2 separate regions of the Mus musculus genome follow, and region 2 is linked to region 1. The links are chromatin contacts, called in public capture Hi-C maps. All regions are on one chromosome and are shown on one strand. Each heading gives the region's core, a stretch centred on a gene start, on an enhancer-like site or on the middle of the called end of the contact. The rest is flanking DNA. Distances are from core to core; before and after follow the strand shown. Region 1 holds the start of Clec1a (C-type lectin domain family 1, member a). Region 2 holds the start of Styk1 (serine/threonine/tyrosine kinase 1).

Region 1 (5,500 bases), core at 1,861-4,360:
TGGATCAAGGAACTCCACATAAAACCAGAGACACTGAAACTCATGGAGGAGAAAGTGGGGAAAAGCCTCGAAGAGATGGGCACAGGGGAAAAATTCCTGAATAGCACAGCAATAGCTTGTGCTGTAAGATCAAGAATTGACAAATGGGACCTCATAAAACTGCAAAGCTTCTGCAAGGCAAAAGACACCGTCAATAAGACAAAAAGGCCACCAACAGATTGGGAAAGGATCTTTACCTATCCTAAATCAGAGAGGAGACTAATATCCAATATATATAAAGAACTCAAGAAGGTGGACTCCAGAAAATCAAATAATCCCATTAAAAATGGGGCTCAACTAAACAAAGAATTCTTACCTGAGGAATACCGAATGGCTGAGAAGCACCTGAAAAAATGTTCAGCATCCTTAATCATCAGAGAAATGCAAATCAAAACAACCCTGAGATTCCATCTCACACCAGTCAGAATGGCTAAGATCAAAAATTCAGGTGACAGCAGATGCTGGCAAGGATGTGGAGAAAGAGGAACACTCCTCAATTGTTGGTGGGGTTGCAAGCTCGTACAATCACTCTGGAAATCAGTCTGGCGGTTCCTCAGAAAATTGGACATAGTACTACTGGAGGATCCCGCAATACCTCTCCTGGGCATATATCCAGAAGATGTCCCAACTGGTAAGAAGGCCACCTGCTCCACTATGTTCATAGCAGCCTTATATATAATAGCCAGAAGCTGGAAAGAACCCAGATGCCCCTGAACAGAAGAATGGATACAAAAAATGTGGTACATTTACACAATGGAGTACTACTCAGCTATTAAAAGGAATGAATTTATGAAATTCCTAGGCAAATGGTTGGACCTGAAGAGCATCATCCTGAGTGAGTTAACACAATCACAAAAGAACTCAAATGATATGTACTCATTGATAAGTGGATATTAGCCCAGAAACTTAGTATACCCGAGATATAAGATACAATTTGAAAAACACATGAAACTGAAGAAGAACGACAACCAAAGTGTTGACACTTTGCCACTTCTTAAAATTGGAAACAATCACTCATGGAAGGAGTTACAGATACAAAGTTTGGAGCTGAGACAAAAGGATGGACCATCTAGAGACTGCCATATCCAGGGATCCATCCCATAATTAGTTTCCAAACTATGACACCATTGCATACACTAGCAAGTGTTTGCTGAAAGGACCCTAATATAGCTGTCTCTTGTGAGACTAGGCCGGGGCCTAGCAAACACAGAAGTGGATGTTCACAGTCAGCTATTCGATGGATCACAGGGCCCCCAATGGAGGAGATAGAGAAAGTACCCAAGGAGCTAAAGGGATCTGCAACCCTATAGGTGGAACAACAATATGAACTAACCAGTACCCCGGAGCTCTTGACTCTAGTTGCATATGTATCAAAAGATGGCCTAGTCAGCCATCACTGGAAAGAGAGGCCCATTGGAATTGCAAACTTTATATGTCCCAGTACAGGGGAATGCCAGGGCCAAAAAGTGGGAATGGGTTGGTAGGGGAATGGGGGGAGGGCATGGGGGACTTTTGGGCTAGCATTGGAAATGTAATTGAGGAAAATACCTAATTAAAAAAATAATTTAAAAAAAAGAAGAACTTGAGATCCACCTGGTCAGTCCTGTGAATGCTGGAGTTCCAAATGTGTACTACCACAGCTACTCTATAAGTTTTAACATTTATATCTTCTTAATATGTCATTACACTCTGTGCCTTACATACCTTGACCTTCAATGCCTAACCCAAAGCAAAAAGAAACATTTTTATCTCCAACTTTTCAACCAGTCATTATTCAATAAATGGTTTTTGTTATTCCTCATCTTAAAATTATAATAATTAGATGAATAACTTTCAGCTTGAAACAAAGAAAATTCACAGTCTGTAGTTTCTGGTGGTCTTTTATAGGCTCTGGCTGCTCTAACTCTGTTTCTACCCTAGGTGGTATTTAGTGTGCTTATTTTATCCAGGCATTACCTATATAGAACAGCTTTGGTAGAGTGATGAGAGTACAATAACTCGTGTGTGTGTGTGTGTGTGTGTGTGTGTGTACATATATATATATGTGTATGTATATATATATACATATGTACATATATATACATATATACCTATATATATACATACATATATACATATATGTGTGTATACATGTATATGTATGTGTCTGTGTGTAAGTTGTGTAAACTAGATATGTATGTGATAGATAGATAGATAGATAGATAGATAGATAGATAGATAGATAGATAGATAGATAGATGATAGATAGATAGATTGATTTACTGGCCTGACCGCACACTTTCCACTATATGATGGTACAGTATCTCTCTTAGAGAATGCATCCCTCCCCTCAACAATGAATTTGTCAACACTTTGATCTTGAGTCAGAAATATGAGAAACATTTTTTTCATTTTGTATGAATGATCTGGTCTCAGGTATTCAGTTATTCCAACGCACTCACATAAACATGACAAATAATAGATTATACTGTTCTGCTTCAGGAGTAAGGCTGGACATAGACCGAGACAATTTTCTCATTTCTTATCTTACAACTATAGGAACACACAGCTAGTTGTCTTCCCAGCATAGTAGTTAATAACAGCGCTGTAAATCGGGACTGCTAATAAAGCATGGGATTGCTTGTGATCACAGTGTGCCTGGTGCGCTATAAAATGTTAAACCAAGTCCGAATACTGTAAGAAGAAAGGATATGAAGTGGACAACAGGGGTGACCTTTCAGAGCTAATCGTACCCTAGCCAGCTATGTGACCTCCAAAGAAATCACTTCACCTAAATAGCTTTCACTTTCTTTTTGAGTAAAATAAAAAACTAAAATCGATTGGGATGCTCTCAGGGGGTCTGCTTCGGGACACCCAGTGAATAATGCGTTGCTCTCTGCCTTTGGAGACAGGAAGAGTCTCTCCTCCTTCCCCAAAGGTACAGGTGAGTAATCAGATTGTGATGCATACTGGGGAAAAAAAAATTCCAGTTCTGATTATGCTTTAGACTCAGAGGACCTTCAGTGCTACTAGGAGGGGTCATCACATCCCCACCTTGCAACTCTGAAAGATTTGTAAGCAGATACACACAGGGTCTGTAAAAGGCGGATATTTTAATAACTGTTCACAGACCGCCCAGCCAGAAACACGCGATTTCCCCTCAGCCAGACTAACTTGGCATTCTGAATACAGGCTCAGAGGGGAGGGGCCGGGTCTCTCCATGCAGGAACTGGAGTCAGAGGCTTCCCTTGCTGCTTGCAGGGAAAGACTATTAAGAATGCCTCTCAGTGCCTGGTTTCCTGAGGTATCTGAGGGTAGACAGGCGGCCTCTCGAGCAATCTGAGCACATCTCACCGGCATCTCTGCAGGAATCAGGATGCAGGCCAAATACAGCAGCACAAGGGACATGCTCGATGATGATGATACCACCATAAGCCTGTATTCTGGAACCTCCACTGTCACCAGACGTGCAGAGCCCAGGCACTCAGGTACTTGCTTCTGTCTCCCCGAATCCAAGCAGAGCAGAGCTCTGGAGAAAATCGTGAGATGAGGCACTTTTCCTAGGCATGAGCAAGGCTGAGTGAAGGGAGGGAATCTTCCCATAGCTTACAGTGAGAGGTAACTGCACTTTGCACAACTTGTCTACACGAATGTAACATTTGAAAAATGGAACCAGCATACACACGGGGGTCTGATTCTCTAACACTGTATTGCTGGCTTAGCATTTTGCAAGGAGAGAATGTGAGCCTTCCAATTAGAGACAGCATGGAAAGAAGAGATGGTGAATACCTTAAAGCAACATTGTTTCCTTTTCCTTTCTCAGAAAGGCCAAATCAGGCCAGCTTGTTGTTGTCCATGTGGACTGTCACCTGCGATGGGATTTGGAAATTTAGGGTAATAAAAATGACCATTTCGTTTTTTGTCCGTTTTGAAGTCTTAACTTTAAAGGAAAGATTTCCAAGGAGGCAAATTAACTCGGGTATTTGTTCGAATCTCTGCATCTTGAATCTGCAAGATCTTGGAGGAGGCATGTCAGAGTCAGGTATTGGTTTCACCCTTTGTTTTATCAAGGACATCGGAAGTAAATCCTAATGTTTCGTTTCCCCTTAGGTATGAAATTCTGGGATTTGTGACTGAGATTAAACCTAGGGTTTTCCTCTGGAAGGAACAGCATAAAACTGAGCTACTCTGTAGACTTGGTTTAATTCAGTGGGAGACAGTATCTTCCTAAGTTGTCTACTGGCCTCAAACCTGTGACCTTCCTATCACTGTTTCCTCAGTAGCTGGGTTATAAGCAGGCACCAGCATATTCTGTCCCCCTTTGCTCTTTTATTTAAAAATATTGAAATTATTAAATCATACTTAGAAGACATTTAATTTGGCTTATGTCTTACTATTTTTGTTACCGTTATTTATTTTACAATAGGGTGGAATTTTCCAGTTCTACTCATTTTCATAATCCACACACATAAGGATTTATCTGGTTGGTCTACAGCAGACAGTCCACTTGGTTCTAGAGCTAAGACCCCACTCAGTAGTGCAGATTGCATCCTGTATGTTCATGTTCTGATACCAAGTGCGCCTCTTACCACTTTGTGACCTTAGTGTCCTGGGATTCAGTGACATTGCTTATAAAGCATTAAAGATGGGAGGTAGGCATTAATGCCCATGCTGTGCCTGGCATTGCTTTAAGTGCCAGATGCAAGTTTGTTCATATTAGCTTTAGTTAACAGTAGACAGAAGTAACAGAAACCCCTTTTCTCCGTAAAGCCATTCCATACACTTTCTTTTTATCACTGAGTGCCCATCTGAGGCTTACTGATATGGTTTCTTGTTTTCCCACTAAGCTATCCAGAGAGCTGTTTATAGGATGTAGGGGATTTCCAGCTTCTTTCACCTGGAGCTCAGCGGCTGCAGGAAGAAGGATGGATGGGGCGGGAAGTGGGTGAAACAGTTGGAAAGGCCTTCTTCCCGCAAACATCATGAACAATCAGCGCCCAGGGCCATAGTTTCAAGAGGAAAACGTGCAATTTCATTTTTTCGCCTTTGCCTAGAGAAGGGTTAATGATCTGCATAAGCAGGAACAGTGTGCACAAATAAGTACCTCAAGATCGAAGGGTGGAGACAGAGGTGGGGCAAGATGAAACACTTGGTACAACACTTGGCAGCCTCCTTGTAAGAAATGGAAGCTGGAACAGTGGGAGGGAAGGTTACAAGGAAGTGACTCAGAGGTCAACATCTGGAAAAGGTTTCCTCAGCCTCCCTGTGTGATATCTCGGTTTTGTCTTGTGATGCTCAAACATTTAGATGAATGTCATAAAAACTTTTTGTAAGAAAACAGTTTTTACATACCTCGGCTATAGAAATAGCAGTAGAAATCAGAATTTGGGGAAATTTCAGATTCAATATGATGCTGTGACAAAATATAAGTGGACTTTTTTTTTAACTGTATTTTTTTGAACTGTTTGAAATAAATACCACA
Region 2 (5,500 bases), core at 1,407-3,906, 1.9 Mb before region 1:
GAACAAAAATAATTACTTACATCTGATAACATCCCCAAAAGGAAGTAAGAGGAAATGAAAACAAGAATGCCTGGACCCTGAGACATTTTCAAACAGGCTCTGAGCACCCAGCTGACATGCTTTCAGGACCTTCTCCTTTGCTCCACATGCTGGGTGCTGTTTTTGCTGATGTCATCAGGATCTCTCCTGTCCCATGGTCTCCGGAAGGTGGACGTCTTCTGAATTGCTTTTCTCTTTGCTGTTTTGGTTCACCACCTACTTGAGGTAGACTTCTCCGCTCAATGTCTTTATAGACTACATGCTGTGAGCAAACTCACAGAGAAAACTTTTCTCTCTATCCCTTTCTCTCTATCACTATCCCTCTTCTCTCTTTCTCTCTCTTCTCCCCCCACACCCATTGCTCTTTTTTTTTTTTTTTTTTTTTTTTTTTTTTTGATAAAGGGTCTATCTATGTAGTCCTGTCTGTCCTGGAACTCACTGTGTAGACCAGGGTGGCTTCAAACTCACAAAGGTCCTCCTGCCTCTGCCTCTTGAGTGCTGGGATTGCCCAGTCGATTCTCTCTCCTGTGTGCAATTTTTCACCATCTGCCTACTCCTAATTAGCCTGCCACACACCTGTCTCCCTTCTGCCTCGTTTAATTGTGATCCACAGTGTCTGCTCATGATTGGGGAAAAGTGAAAAGGTGTGAGGCTGGAGCTGGCAGATTTCTTTGCTTATGTTTTTGTTGTTGTTGCTTGTTTGTTTTTTATTTTTTTTGTTTGTTTTTTGCTTTTTGCTTTGTTTTGTTTTGTTTTTGACAGGGAGCCTGTGCTTCAGTAAGTAGCATCTTGATCATCAGCACCAATATTAAAACTCAATGTGCAACTGGGATGGTCTGTAACCTAGGATGGCTAACTTGACAGTTAAGAAAATCCCTACATTTGGTTTCAGACTGGTCAGAATTAAAGCAGTAGGCTGCACTGACTCCAGAGCCACCATTTCTCTCAGCAAGGGCACAGAGTAAGTTGGTAAACACATGGAAGAGTGGGAACTATTGCTTCTGTTCAGAAAGAAGCAGGGTTGGAGGTGTCGTTTAAAAGTTGTGTGAGTTGTACGAGTTGTTGAAAGTGGTTAGATAAAGAGCCTGCTCAGTCACAGCAGCTGTGCTATGAGCAGCAGCACTAGGTCCACAGGGTTGGGCTTTTCCAAGTCAGCTATGGAGGGAGAAGGGGCTCCTGAACCCTACCTCATACTGCTAACATATTGCTAACTAGCAGACTTTTAGCTGAGAGAGAGGCAAAGCACACAGTTATGCACCCCATTGGTGATGTAGGGTCACACAGGTGGCCCAAGTTAAACCCTGTGGGTATAAAAAAAATAATAATAATAATAAAAAGAAGCAAAAACCCAACAAACTAATGTATAAAGGAAGGAGTGTTGTAAGGAAGAGGCAGGAGGAAAATGTGTGTGTGTGTATTTTGTGGGAGAGGACCAAAATGCATTATATACTTGTATGAAACTTCCAAAGGACAAAGCAGATTACTAATAAAAAGAATCTACAACAGTAAACAAGAAACTAGTCACTGTAATCTATTTGGAGAATTGTTAACTGGAGCAGGAAACATTTTTATGCTACAATATTTTACATTATGATTTTAAATTCATGTGTGAGTGTCTGCATGCCACTACATTATTGTGAAGGACATCGTCTGATATCAGACCTCTTGTTCCAGGCTCTGTTTGTTGTTTCACCTGCAGTGTGCAGCAGGCTAGCAGGCCTGTGAGCTTTAGAGGTGCTCCGTTTTTCTGCCTCTCATCCAGGAAGGCTGGGATACACAAATTCCAGGGATCCAAACTTGGGTTCTCAGGCAGTCACAGCTAGCAATTTACATATTAAATCATCTCCCCAGCCCTATGTTTGTTTGAAGCACATTTTCATATAGATGTATTTCCTTTTTATTTAAAGGAGAAAAAAAAAAGATGGCTCTTTCTATAGTGACACTTTCTATAGTATAGGACCTGGTTAGAATGTGGGTTTGTTGAACTACCTCTGATAGGTATTGAGGAGGTCCACATAAGCTTTCAGAGCTAAGGGACCAAAAAGCTTTTGTTAATAAATGATGTCTATTTAATTCTTCAGAGGGTGCAAGTAAATCAGAATAGGCAAGCAAAAACTGACATCAGGCTTCAGCCCTTTCCTTCAACATGAGATTTGTATGGAAATTCCAACTTTGGGGGTAATGCCTTGGCAATCTGATGGCTCCTTCCAGGATGGTTATACCACTTCTCAGTGAAGACAATAAAGTCACTATTGATCTGGGATGGATTTCAAGGACAATAATACAAGTGAGAAAGGTGATCTCACATGTGTTATTGTATGATTCCATTTATATAATATGATGACAAAATAATACAGGGATGAGACAGATTCCTTGTTACCAGGAGTTAGGTGTAATACAGGAGGGCGTGAGTGTCGTTCAGGAGACAGTGCTAGCTAGAGCTTGAGACAGAGCAGTTATGCTGGGGTATACAGAGATCACACACATACTAAGGTAGACAGGGAACTTACTAGGTAGCCACAGGCTGGCTTCTAACTTGCCATCTTGCTGTCTTTGTCTCTAGAGTGCTGTTTTTGCAGGTGTGAGTTGCCTTGTTTTGGTATTGCATAGTTACATTAATATGTGGTCATTGGGGGAACTGGGTGAGGGATACAGAGAAAGAGGACACATCTGTTGTGTACTTGTAACTTTACATGAAACTCTGCTTTAAAATTAAAGGGAAGCAGAGGCAGGTAGATCTCTGGAGTTCAAGGCCAGCCTGGTCTACACAGTGAGTTCTAAGATAACCAGGGCTACACAGAGAAACTCTGTCTCCATCCAGCCCCCACAAAGTCCCACTGAACTTATTGGAAATTGTTCCTACATTATATTTCAGTTGGTTGATGTAAAATAAAATATTTATATGTTGTATGTAAAAAAAGCATAAATCATCTCTTGGCATTTGCCATATATATTTATTCAGACAATGGTTTGGATAAAGGTGGAATGAAATGTTATGTACAAAAATGTGACATGCAGCTGAAATGAATTTAACATGCTTCAAGATTGTAGCAGGGGTAGATATTTATCAGCAGTCAGGATGGTTCGGCGGGTCCCTACTTCAGCATGATCACATAAGTCTAGGGTGCCTTTACAATACTTTCAATAACAATGAAAAAAGGAGCAAGGCTGGAAAGTTGCAAAAGAGAGAAAGTAAAATGCATTGGGGGGAAATGAATGTTTTTCAGACTGAATTTTAGAAAAAAGAGCAGAGAGGAGTGGGTGGCTCAGAAAAGACACTATGTGCTTAGTAACTAGAGTGTCATAGGTATATTTAAATTTTCTACATGTGCTGTTTTTTGTTTTATGTTTTTTGTTTTTTTTCCCTAGAATAATAACGAAGTCTTTGGAAATACTGCACCACTGCCGCTGTGCTCCGTGCATCCTCTGTGCGCCTAACAGAGGAGGTTGGCCCTGTGGCCATGGGAGAGAAGGGTCACCTGAGCCGGGTGTTGTTGGAATGCAGTCTCAGTGACAAGCTGTGTGGTAAATGCAGATACCACATCTGCCTGTAACCGGATGCCAGAACAATAGAGACTGATTTCTGGATGTTTCTACAGGAGGAGGGTGGTTTCACTTCTAGTGGAAATGAATAGGGGGTGGAAGGCATCATTTTTATAGGGTGAGGGTGACATGCCAATCAGAAATAACAAAAAAAGATCCTTGATGGTCTAAACCACAGGGTTAGTGTCTGGTTAAGGTTGGCCTCCATGGGTCTCCATTGAAGGGAATGAAGAGAACTCAGGAGCACTGAGGCATGCTGGGTAGGGGGAACTGTGGCAGGATTCTTACTTCTATCCCCATTTATGGCCTACACAGTTGTCCGAGAGAAGCAGTATGAAGTAATCATTGTTCCGGCTCTCCTGGTTGGCGGCTTTCTCATCCTTCTTGCAATCATCCTGTGGCTTTTTATCAGAGGACAGAGATCCCAAAGGCAGAGCCCTGGACCCCGAGGTAAGGCTCAAACTCTAGGGGTAGGCATGGGTTCAGGGACGATTGATTTTAAGAAAATCATAACCCAGGTTTTCAATAGGCCCATCCCATAGTCAGATCTTACAAATGATAAGCCCAAGCCGCTCAATATCTCTCATGTCCAATGATTTTCTCTCTACCTGATCCCAACTCTATAGTGACCTAGTTTTCCCTTGATAACACAGAATAATCCATGAAGGCCTTGATTGGTCTCTCAGCTCATATATTTTAAAGCCCTCCATCAGTTCGCTGTGTTTCACAGAAGAGAATATAGTAAGGTTCTTCCTAGGGCCCTGTATGATCTGGCCCCTCTGTCTTCCACATCTGTCCAGCCATCCCACTTGGCTCCCTCTGTACTGCCTTCTTTGCTGCTCCTTAAACATCCTAAGTGTATCCTTCTCTTAGTGCCTTCATACATCTTGTTCCATGTGCTACAGTGTCATCATGGTTTGCTCTGTAATTGCTTCTAGGTCTTTATTAAATGTTACCCTATCTAAAAGGCCTATATTTGGCATCTATAGATAAAATAGTATCTCCTCTTGCTATTTCCCCTCCTAACACACTGTCTCATTCATTCTTAATGCTATATGCTCTATGATTGAAAACTAATCTTAGGTAGATCTGAACTTTGTCTATCCTCAACTCAGAGAGTGCATATGGTATATGGTGATATTTACTGAACAGATTGATTGATTAACAAATTATTAGAAATACCAGAAGGAAACTTTCTTAGCCAGTTGTAATGGTAGCTGTGGATGGAAGGTAGTCTCAGAAGATCTTTTGACTATGATTCATGAGAATATAAAATGATTCCACATTTGAGAGCAACCTGAAGAAAGAAAAACTACAGCTTATGGATATAATTTTGGAAGTCATATGACTGACTTAAAGGCTATCCCTGCTGGTAGTAACTGCAATATTTTGGTACCTGTGGTGTGGATTTCGTTTTAGAACTGTCCTGTCTTGGTGCTATACCCATGGGGAACACTGAAGATAATCCCAAGGATTATTAAAAAAAAATGACCACTTTCAAGGGCTTCATCTTTAGTTTTCTACAAGGAATGAAATTATTATGACCATTGTAAAGCTCAGTGTTGGTATTCATTCACTGAGAAGCATCAGAAGATGTCCTTGTATTAGTTGTAGAGAAATTTTCCTAGCCACTTTATTCAATCTGCTTTTCTGGTGTCCCCAGGGCAGGGGCAGTTGATGGACATTACCTCTTTGTTCTAGGCACTGCCTCTGTACCTGCATCTAGGGGCAGAAGCCAGGAGGCAGCAGGACATGGAGAAAAAGTACTTCTGCCTCTTAAGGAGACCTCAGTGGAGGGCTTTCTGCGAGCGGCCACACCCCGCCTGGCTAAGCTGCAGGTGCCCAGGGAACAGCTCTTGGAGGTTCTGGAGCAAATCCACAGTGGTAGTTGTGGGACCCTCTATCATGCAACAATGAC

What was found. Capture Hi-C pulls out chosen DNA fragments and counts their contacts.
Region 2: a capture Hi-C map of embryonic stem cells shows a contact between it and region 1, with 6 times the contacts expected there. The contact joins the promoter of Styk1 here to the promoter of Clec1a in region 1.

What each region holds. Positions count from the first base shown.
Region 1 is chr6:129,449,610-129,455,109 of GRCm38.p6, reverse strand. Clec1a (C-type lectin domain family 1, member a) reads left to right here and starts at 3,110. Exons shown (of 6, transcript NM_175526.3): 1 at 3,110-3,506. The coding sequence starts at 3,395.
Region 2 is chr6:131,310,983-131,316,482 of GRCm38.p6, reverse strand. Styk1 (serine/threonine/tyrosine kinase 1) reads left to right here and starts at 2,656. Exons shown (of 9, transcript NM_172891.2): 1 at 2,656-3,564; 2 at 3,898-4,032; 3 at 5,284-5,500. The coding sequence starts at 3,501.